Linked DNA regions of Rattus norvegicus: all the other regions are linked to region 3. Evidence: chromatin contacts called from public Hi-C data. All regions are on one chromosome and are shown on one strand. Each heading gives the region's core, a stretch centred on a gene start, on an enhancer-like site or on the middle of the called end of the contact. The rest is flanking DNA. Distances are from core to core; before and after follow the strand shown. Region 1 overlaps Zfpm2 (zinc finger protein, multitype 2). Region 2 holds the start of Zfpm2 (zinc finger protein, multitype 2). Region 3 overlaps Zfpm2 (zinc finger protein, multitype 2).

What was found. A called contact is a pair of places that touch in the nucleus more often than the background predicts.
Region 1: a Hi-C map of the A7r5 cell line shows a contact between it and region 3, with 2.6 times the contacts expected there. The contact joins two enhancer-like sites. A contact is called at or near these places in 2 of 12 Hi-C or Micro-C datasets (the A7r5 cell line and Schwann cells).
Region 2: a contact with region 3 is called in a Hi-C map of the A7r5 cell line, with 4 times the contacts expected there. The contact joins the promoter of Zfpm2 here to the enhancer-like site in region 3. A contact is called at or near these places in 2 of 12 Hi-C or Micro-C datasets (the A7r5 cell line and Schwann cells).

The regions. Positions count from the first base shown.
Region 1 is chr7:73,925,725-73,928,950 of GRCr8, forward strand. All of the region lies in intron 5 of Zfpm2 (zinc finger protein, multitype 2), which reads left to right. Among named protein-coding and RNA genes, the nearest start is that of Zfpm2, 360 kb to the left of the region's middle. Within about 2 kb of position 1,382, at least 13 of the 93 cell types and tissues checked have an H3K27ac peak or open chromatin away from gene starts, as enhancers often do. A contact at or near this core is called in the A7r5 cell line, where this site is marked.
Region 2 is chr7:73,561,786-73,565,309 of GRCr8, forward strand. Zfpm2 (zinc finger protein, multitype 2) reads left to right here and starts at 1,947. Exons shown (of 8, transcript NM_001130501.1): 1 at 1,947-2,498. The coding sequence starts at 2,459. It overlaps LOC108351485 (a long non-coding RNA gene), which reads right to left and starts at 1,731. Exons shown (of 4, transcript XR_010053374.1): 1 at 997-1,731.
Region 3 is chr7:73,774,874-73,778,304 of GRCr8, forward strand. All of the region lies in intron 3 of Zfpm2 (zinc finger protein, multitype 2), which reads left to right. Among named protein-coding and RNA genes, the nearest start is that of Zfpm2, 210 kb to the left of the region's middle. Within about 2 kb of position 2,043, at least 5 of the 93 cell types and tissues checked have an H3K27ac peak or open chromatin away from gene starts, as enhancers often do. A contact at or near this core is called in the A7r5 cell line, where this site is marked.

The DNA of each region.
Region 1 (3,226 bases), core at 132-2,631, 150 kb after region 3:
GAAAATGTCTGTAACCGTTACCCAGTTTGAAGTTTTGTTTTTCAAATGAACCATCCATTTATGTTGGGGTGAGTGTGGTGTTTTTCATAGACTAAATTAGATTTAACTCATGGGTCTGGAACAAAAGTTTTGCCTTGCAATTATATATGGCACCTAATGTGGTCATCGGGGAAGTGCTGTCTGTTGTCTTCATTGAGGAATCCTGAGGTGTAGAGCCCAGCACAGGCTTCTCTGATCATTGTGCTAGGAAGCTAGGATGTGGATAAATGCCTGCTGGCTATTAATGAATATATAACTTCTGCCCATGCTACATCTGACAAATCAAGTCAAGCATGTGCTTAATTCAAAAGTGGGTTAGGAAAAGCAATTTCTTTTTAATATTCATGAAAGGAAAACAGAACCACTTTCTATGTTCAAAAGGAAAGACATTCAGGGAGGAGGGGGTGATCAGTTCTACTCTTTCAAAACTTCCTAGGAAATATAGTTTAAGTTCAGCCCTGGAACCACGCCATAGCCTAAAAACTCATAAAGCTTGAAAACACGAGGCAGGGTGCATGTGTTTGCGTGTGCATTTGTAAACATTTATGTCTGTACGTGTGTGGATGTTTTGAAACCACTTTTCAAACCAACCCAGAACTTATGACACCCACAAGCATTGATATCCATCTTCCCAGGTGGATCGTCGTGTGGCTTTTTGTAACTTCTCTGTGTCTTGGTTTCTGCATCATTAAGAGGGAAGCTAGGTTGCAGTGAAGATAGGGGCCTCCCAGTCCACATCCCCAGCAAAGCGAGCGAACATTTTGAGGTTGTTTGAAACCATTATGTCAGTATAGTAAATACACACACGCACACACACACGCACACGCACACACACGCACAGGCACGCGCACACGCACACACCGTGCGCATGTGCACATATGAAGTCACTGCTCGTATCCCTAAGGAAGACATTGAGTTCTGATATATGTCTTTGGTGTTTCACTTTAGTTTGCTAGGACACCAAAACAAGGTGTCATATTAAAACAACATCTGTCTGCCATCTACAACTTAGACTGACTGTGGAAACAAAATTGCTCACAGGCCAGAGAATGCGTTCTATCTTGCTATGTTGAGAGACAATAATACATTTTATTGTTCGGTTTGTGTTATGTACTACATTTGATTTATACAGATATATCAGCAAGCCCTTATATGTCTTTATGTATGTATCTATACATTCTCATTCATATGTCTTTTTGTGGAGTCAGATGGTAAACATTCATTAGGCTGGCATTGAAACTAAAGTTTATAGACTTTAATGGCTTTGCTTAACAGTATCACGGAGTAATAGAACTAAATCCCAGTCTACATCTGACTTAGTCAATGACAAATGTCAAACTGTGGTTTTCAATCAGCTTCGGATTCCTGTGCTGGGAGTAAGTGCTGTGGATTTCTCAGACCTTGATCCAGACCTCCTGAGTCAGAATTTCTGGGGCTTGGGCCAAGAAGCCTACAATTTCCTATTCAGGCCACTTGAGATATATGTAGCCTCTAATATAATATATATTTTAATAAATTATAAATATAATATTATCATCTTTTCTCTCAAAGACAGAGTTTTTCCTAATCTGAAGTCATATTCATTTGGAGGACAGTGGACAACGGGTACTAGCAAAGTGATTTCTCTTTGTTTGACTTATAAGTAACATGTAGCATGTGTTCATCTGTTTATGTGACTTTTAGTAACATGCATACATGTGAATAAGTATACATACACATGTGATGTGTCACACATGATATGTTAGTACATGTGGTTCATATACTACATGTGATAATCCTGGATCAGGTGTGTGAACATGGAATGAGTGCCCCAGAGAGACTCTCTAACATACTTCCCATGATTTACAGGAAGTCTTCTAAAGCTTGTGTGAGATCATGTGTTCTTATTATCAAGAATTTCCCAGAAGGGATGTATTCTCTAAGATCCCCTTGATTTAGTCAAATCCGGACGCCCAAAGAAAACATGCAGCCGCCTCGTGTGCTCTTGCACAAGTCGAAAAGAATCCGAGTGACTTCCCAAGGTCTGCAGCCTCATTCCCTCTCACAGTGCATCAACTCCCTAAGAATTTTAAAGAATGCCGCACAACAGGGGAGTCACTTAAGGCAGCAAATTCATCTCCACCAATGCTGGGCCTCCTGTTACAATGGATTAATCATCAAAGTCGATTACTCTGTCACATTCTCCAAGGGTGAAATCACACATCTCACCACTGGTGTGTGGAACAGGCATTGCCTTCATCTTCCTGGCACGGATACAAACTGCGAGCAGCTTTTATGCGCCGCAGACTAGGAAGTGCTGATACATTTAAAAGAGAGCTGCCTTTCCAGCATCACCTGCCCCGTGGCTGCTGAAAAATTATACTCCACGCATGTCTCTCAATATTCCCCACTGATAGGTCAGCAGTTATTACAAAACTGTCCAGATAAGAATCTGCTGGGAGCTTCGAGGATCGTATTAACCCAAATGGAACCACTGAGTCAGAGAAAAGCAAAGAGATGAATCAGAATGGGTAACAGCTCTTTCTTCTCCGAGTGTTTATTTCACAGCCTCCCTTCATGACAAAAATCAAATGCTTAACCTTTTGTATCAGGCTGTGTTCACCATCCCTGGGCTCAGTCACTTCCATGTTCTCTGATAAGAGCTGTGTGGTCATTGCATCTAATACTCGTCTTACATGATCTGCGTCCCCCTCCCCTGTTTCCGTTTATTTCAACTCCACTAATAGGTTACTCAGTCCTTTACATTAGAAACCATGACAGTGCTTTCCACAGACTCCATAATACTGACCTTGGGTAGATACTTAACCAATCCTTGTCGGATAACTGTTAAATTAAGTGGAATGATGTTCTTAGGCCTCAGTGGTATTTCTGGTTTTGTTTCATTTGGTTGTTTTTCTTTTCTGTTTTCTCTCGAGACATGGTGACACATTACTCAAACTATCTACCATCTTGCATGGTAGCAAAGGCTGGCTTTGAACTTCTGATTCCTCTATTCCTGAACACTAGGTTTTATGGTTGTTTACATTGAAGTCAAAGCTTCCTGCATCATGAGCAGCTGCTGATCCCCAGAGAAATACCGATTGAATCATAAAGTATTTATTACAGAAAAAATGTGCATGATTAGTATATGATATCAGAGTATAAGTGAATGTAGAGAAGCACAACTCCATGCTGGTTTGGATATTTT
Region 2 (3,524 bases), core at 697-3,196, 210 kb before region 3:
CAGCTGCCAAAAGAAACACTAATTGCTGTATTATTTTAATTCCAGTGGACATTCCTTTTGGGTGATATAAGTCAGCCGATTCTGTGAAAGGTCTATGAAGACTGTGGTGTACAATAAATCCAATTCTAAGATTCTGTGCATGCCAATTCAACTGTAATGATTTGGGAATGAAGGAGGTAAAAAGCTGTAGTCTCTGTTTTGTTTTGTTTTTTTTTTTTTAGCACCCCTCACTCCGTACAAATACAAATAACCTTGCTTTTCATGGCACTTAGGATCATAATTTTTTGGCTCTTCCAGACAGGGACTTGGTCATTTACTGCCTTTTTCATTGCCAAGGACCATGTACTGTACAGTTATAACCTCTTATGGTCATACAGCTAATGGGATGTAAGAAAAGACACAATTGGTCTTCAGCCTTGTGTTAAGATTTGCCCAGCCATACCTTTCATACTCTTTACACCTTTAAAAAGATGACCTGATGGAGTAATTAACAACACCGAGTAGAGTGCCTTTTGCACATGGAGCATCCTGCAATCCTCCATTGTGCTCAATCAGCCCAGACCCTTTTAGAGCATCATTTGGTGAAGCTCAAACGGATGCTAGTCAACCAAAGAAAGGTGATACAATTTCAGGTCAGAGTGGACAAGTTCATAGCCTCCTTGGGAAAGCATTGGCAGCATCTAGGGAACCCATATCAACTTCATGGGAGTTTATTAGTAAAAAAAAAAAAATGATTACATAAAGTAGCTGGTTCAACAGTTCCCATCCCTTCCAGAACAACTAAAAGAACTGCATTTTGTACTCACTCTATACAAATCTGTGGGAAACTAAGCTAACTTTTCTCACCTTAATTTAACAAAATAATGCTATGAATCACCTCAAAATAATGGTCTCTTGTGCCTTACCATTTCTCAAACCTTAAACATACATTGAATAAATATGAAAGGAACAGAATTCAATAAACCAAAAAACCAGGAAATAGTCGTTGGGTCTTACCTGTTTGAAAATTTAGGACAAGATCAAACCTTTTATTAGCTCCATGGTGCTTCCCTTTGGCAGAGCTAGGAGAATGGGAGGTCACAGGGGCAGGGTGGAGCTGCAGAACTTCCACACGACTTCGTACAAAGTTAGCATTTCCTATTAGAGATGATAGTTCCCTTCCTACCTACAGCGAATCATCCAGCTAACCTTCGTCCTTTTGGATGTGAGGAAAATATCTGCCTGACCCCGATTCCGGGGCTTTTACTATTTCAAATGGAAACTCATGCAAGATGCAGAAAAACATTTGGAGCGCAGCTCATCACCCCACTCTGGTGGGCCTAGTGGGGGATGGTCCGCGTCCGCAGCAGTCTCCTGGGAACTCTGACAGCGATGAAATGGTCTCCTGAGAGCCTGGGCAGATGAGAGGACTTAACGGGCCCCAAGACACACAGTTGGCATTTGTGATCAGCTGGCTTTCGCCGGGGACTTTGCCAGTGGCCTAACCTTCCTGCCAAGAAACTGTAAGGGCGGAGGGCAGGGGCTCCAGGAGGGGAGCAGTAACTGGAAGCACAAAGTTTATGGAAGGAGACTGAGATTTCTTTGTGCCCTGCTAGATGGGCGAGGCACTAGGGAGGAGAGTTAGAGGGTCCGTTGGAAGAGGCTGTTGGAAGAAGTTGCTGGAAGGGGAGCGGGGGAAGGGTGGCCTGGCAGCTGTCCAGCATTGACGCGGTGACAAATGCAGAAGGTGGCCCCCCCTCCAAACCTCACGTCTCCCCCCCCCCATCAACCCCTTCAACTCCCACCCACGCCGCGATCCCCTTGCACTCCACGCGACCGAGGCCGGGCTGTGAGTTTGCATCCGGACTGGCTTTGGATGCAGCCAATCCTCCTTTCGCTGATGGCATAGTCTCCCCTCCCCACTGCCCGGGCGCGCCCCTCCCTCGCGCGCCTCGCCACCTCCCGCAGCAGTGCGAGCGCGGCGCGGCCCGGAGCGGCAGCGGCGGCGCCTGAGTCTCTGCCCGGCAGCCGGGGACACGGGGAGCGAGTGCGCGCCTCCTCCTGCACCCTCCGCCCCTCGCAGCCCCGGTCCCCCTGCGCGCTCTCCTTCCCTCCCTCCTTCTCTTCCTTCTCTTACCCCACCACCCCCTTCTTCCCCTTTTCTCTCTGCCTGGCCGATCGCTCCTAGATTCCCATCCTCCCCCCAAAAGCCCCATCGCTCTCCCCGTCGCCCCCTCCCCTCTTCTCTGTCACACTCTCTCTGGCCCTTCGCTCGGCCTCTCATTTGCTTGCTCATCTCCAAACGTGGATCCGCGGCTCCCGGAGGAGCCTAGCTCCGGGATCCCGCGCGCACGGAGCACCTGGAGTCCGGCCGGCGGCGGCCCGAGCCTGGCCAGAGGCAGAGGCAGCGACAACCCAGGGAACGGTAGCAGGGACCGCGGACACCGCAGGAACCCCAGCGGCAGCGGCCGCGGCCGAGATGTCCCGGCGAAAGCAGAGTAAACCCCGGCAGATCAAACGTAAGTTTGCGCGCGGGACCGGGAGTTGGTGAGATCGGTTCCTGGGAGAGGGGCGCACGCGGCGGGAAGGATGGGAAACGCTCGGGGCGATCCGCTCCTGGTCCTTGTGATTTGTCAAACTTTGAGAGCACTGAGGGACAACCAGACGGCCTCAGATAGATGCACAGACAGTTGGAGCGCCAGGCAGCCTCAGCCTGGTGTGTTTCTCCAGCCTTCGCGCTCCCTGGTTTCTCCTTAATTTCAACTCCGGGTTGCTGCAATCGTAGCCTCTTTTCTGCTGGAGCCTAACAGGACAATCCCCTCCCGCAGAGCTTAGTACGATTGTTGTCCTTGTTGTTGTCCAGACGGATGGCCTACCACTCTTGGGAGCTGGTCTTGGTAACCCGGGATGAAAGTTCTCAGAGCTGGTGGAGGCCACGGGGCTAGGGAAGTAAATTCCCCAGTTCGGTGGAAAATCAGTGTCTGGGGACCCAGTCCTGGGCGGTACCACAAGCCTCGCCAAACCCGAAGTGAAACAAAAAGTAGGTGTAAAAGTTCGCGCCTCTGCTGGAGGCAGCCGCGCACCCCCTCCCTGTCTGCTGCGGTGTTGGGCTGCACCCAGGGGCTTCGGGTGGGTCCCACTCACGCTGCCTGGACGCTGTGTAAGGCGGGCTTCAGTTTGCCACTGGTCCAGGCGCAGTCCCCACTGGGAGGGGCCTCCTTCGCTTCTGGGCTCACAGGATTTGAGTTCAAGGTAGCTCGCACACTCTGGTACGGTTCCTAACCCCCTACCCCCACCCCACCCCTGGGTCCCTGGGTGCGGGTCCCTGGGGTGCCTAGAGGGACTTGTAGGACCAGAGACACCTGCCTGCCTGAAACCCACAATCTCACTGAATTCTTCTAGGCCAACTTTTCTTACCTTAGGGAAAATTATTCCTAAATGTTTGATAGGCCTGTAATATATCTTCAAACCCTTAGCTGAAAAAAAGTTAAAGGCCTTATTAATTTGAAGATGATGATCACGATATTATTATTATTATTATTATT
Region 3 (3,431 bases), core at 793-3,292:
GCAAACAGACAGAGTAAATCTTTTCTCTAAAGAATACACTTTGGTGTGGAACTTCATTACTTGAATGCTGTGCTTCTTTCTTGAAATTTTGGAACAAGGATGTGAAAGTTTTTATTGTGAACTCCTGATATTCACACAAGTCTCCCACTCTCTCTCCTGCAATACTTTCCCATGGTTTACTTTTAGCTGTTCCTATCAATTTGTCTATGGACTGTCTTTTAGGCACAAACATTCTGCCTTCCAAATGATGTGGCGACTGATTTTATATTGGATCATTCTAAGGGCTTACATGAGCCTGAGCTCACTTCCTAGCTTTCAATAATTTTTAAGGAAAATAATGAAACATGAGAGAGTTGGAAGGCCAGGGTTGGAATCCAGAATAACACTAATTTTATCACTTCAAATTTAACTTGGTTTGAATAATGTCCTAAAAATATGATTATAAAAATGTATCATAATGCCTGTGTACTACCTATAACCCTACCAAATACTAAACACTGTAGAGGTATCTGGAATCCCCATTATAACAGAGAAAACCAATGAAAAATAATATAGATGATAATAGAGTAGAATGGCCCCACCTGTGGACTTTTGATACAGAGGTGGAGTGAGTCTGGGAAGGCTGATTAGACAGTGGTAAATGAGCAGTGGATGATGGAAGATTCACACAGAACAAAGATGATCATTGTTTTTAAGAAATATATTGGACCGTGGGGCCTTTAAGTCCCGGTAAGTCTTACTATCAACACCCAAAAGTAGCATGAAGGAGCCTGTCTTTATCCCAATTTTCTCGTCATTTTTATGTGATTTTAATATATATATATATATATATATATATATATAATCTTGCCAATAGAGTTTTAATTTTTAGAAGTACTGTATGAAACTAAGAATAGTTTTTAACAATTCCATGCTCAAACTTTGGAAATAAGTATCTTTTTGTCAGTATGATGCTTTATGAATCATATAATCCTGGGACTAAGGGATTGTCTAACCAAATAAATACATAATGTGTTTTCCAGCGATACCACATGTTGACAAAACCTGATTGATAGTATTACGCTTTAGTACTTTTTACGTGTAGAAGTGATGCTCCCAAGATCCATGCAAGGATTCACAGTCCATTACAGTCTATATAATATTCTGGCAATGGTGTTAGGCTTGGATTGTGAACTCATGGGGTCAATATTATTTAGTTGCATGTTATATTTTTAGTATTTTATAAGTTGTAGACCCTTTAAACTAATAATTTAGTTAAATTTGTTACTGAATCAAAATGTTCTCTAATTCAAAATCTAAAATTCTTCAGTAGAATACCTCTCTGAGTGGATATCTCTACTTCTCATGGCTGACTGAAAGAACATCACATTAGGTTACTATTTGCTCCAACTAGGCTAAAAGCTTTCAATAGATTCCTCATGTCATTTGCTCATCTGTCTAATCCCCTTTGGTTTTGTAATGTTGCGATCAGACAGGTCGCACTTCTATTCCTCACCCTGACCTTTCCTTCCAGGCAGTGCTCACCACATTTCAGTTGGTGCCTAGGGATGTTTATCTACCCAAGGTTGTCGGTGTCCTTCTCAACTTCATCTAAACCATGCTGCAAGGTTGAAGACCTACTAGATCTTGGGTTACTATTGGCTACCAGCAAAACAGTGTTCAGCAAATCAACACAGAGGACATTTTTTTTCATTAAAAATCATCTGAAATTTGTATCAAGTCCTATGTAAGTGAAGTAACGAAGTAGAAACTGATGGCAGTAGCCTAGGAGAAAGCATGGGTTTTTTTGACAGATTACATGGTAACTAAACAAAGAAATAAGGGGGACTAAAGTTTACAGTCATGAATCATCAGTCAAGCTTGTTGACTTAAGGGCTGCTTAAAAAGTCTTCCTTTCTCGCTTTACATCAGACAGAATCTATGACTGATTTCTCTCCAAAGTTTCCTTTGGAGTTTCTCCTGGAGAAGTCAGGCTTCTGTTAGCAGCCCTGGGAAGTCCAGACTCCTGTATCCCCACTGTGGCTTCTCTGAGACTGGTGCTCCCAATGACTGCTTCCTGTGTCTACCAGCCAAGCCTGCTTTACTTGCACAATGATTCCCCTTAAGCATAGAGCTCCCAAAGATAACCTACAACTATTTCTCAAGATTCAGAACAGGAAGTGGTATTAGGTCAGGCAGTGACATGGAGTGTTGTCCAGAAGGTCAGAACAGGTTTCTGGCAGCAGGGAAGCCAACTGTAGCAGATTTCTGAGCAAAGGCCTGTTGCCTCCTTTCCAGCAACTAAAAGGGCTCAAAAGACAGCAGCTCCTATTTCCATTCACTTTTCTTCTGTGGGCCCAGAGTGAGGCACACCAAGCACATGTTTCCAGATACCTGCCATGAGTGTTTTATCCATGTCTTCGTTCATGTGCATAGAGACCATAGAGGGGAGAGCAAGGTAAGATGATTCTCCTCCCCCCCATATATACTTTAGACATGAAGTTGAAACATGTAGGTAATTTTACATCACGGTGTTTATAAAAGCGCCTACAGTTGTTAATCTAGATCAGCAGTTTTCAACCTGTGGGCCATGGTTTTTTTAGGGAGGGGGTCAAACAAGCCCTTTCAGAGAAGGAACATATTAGATATCCCTCATAGTAGATATTTACATTATAATTCATACAAATCACAAAGTTACGGTTACAAAATAACAGCAAAAATGATTTTATGGTTGGGGCTCACCACAACGTGGGGAACTATTGTTGCAGCACTAGGAGGGTGAACCACTGGTCTAGATTATGAGCAATATTATTTTCTGTACCCATATTATATCTCTTCCCCTTTTCCGAAAGATGATAATTACAAGTGGTCGTTTTCAGGGGACCTTCCCACAGAACCTTGCTTCAGATTTAGTTCGTGAGGTCATTCAAAGTATTACAGTAAAAATTACCCAAGTTTGTAAAGCACACAGCATTTCAGAGCACTTAGGTAATTTGCTCCCTAAACAATGATGCGCATTGACACCTTCCTATAACTCTCTAGGAGCCTTAGCCCAAGGAAGTGGTTTGCATTCTTGAGAAACACAGTGGTTTGAATTGTTGTGGAGTTTTAGAAAATGCCAGTATTTTTTTACAGAGTTTTCGGGCAGCAAATGTGGCCTCTACGAGACGCTGTTTCTTCTTCACTGCCACTGTTCTGCTGTCTTTGCAGTGTGATTACAAGCTAATCCAGAGCTCTCTGCAATCGACTAATAGCTACTGATCTGCTTCTGCCCCCTAGAACCGCATGGTGCACTTTAATACAATGTGTGGCGCTCCCTCCGCTCTTACCATGGGTGGGCATTTTTCTCTACATAGACTCATCTTTGGCAAATCATTAATGGAACATCAAAAAGATCCCATCTGTTAGAGTTACATATGGCTAAGATCAGAATTATCAAAGATCTCATTTTT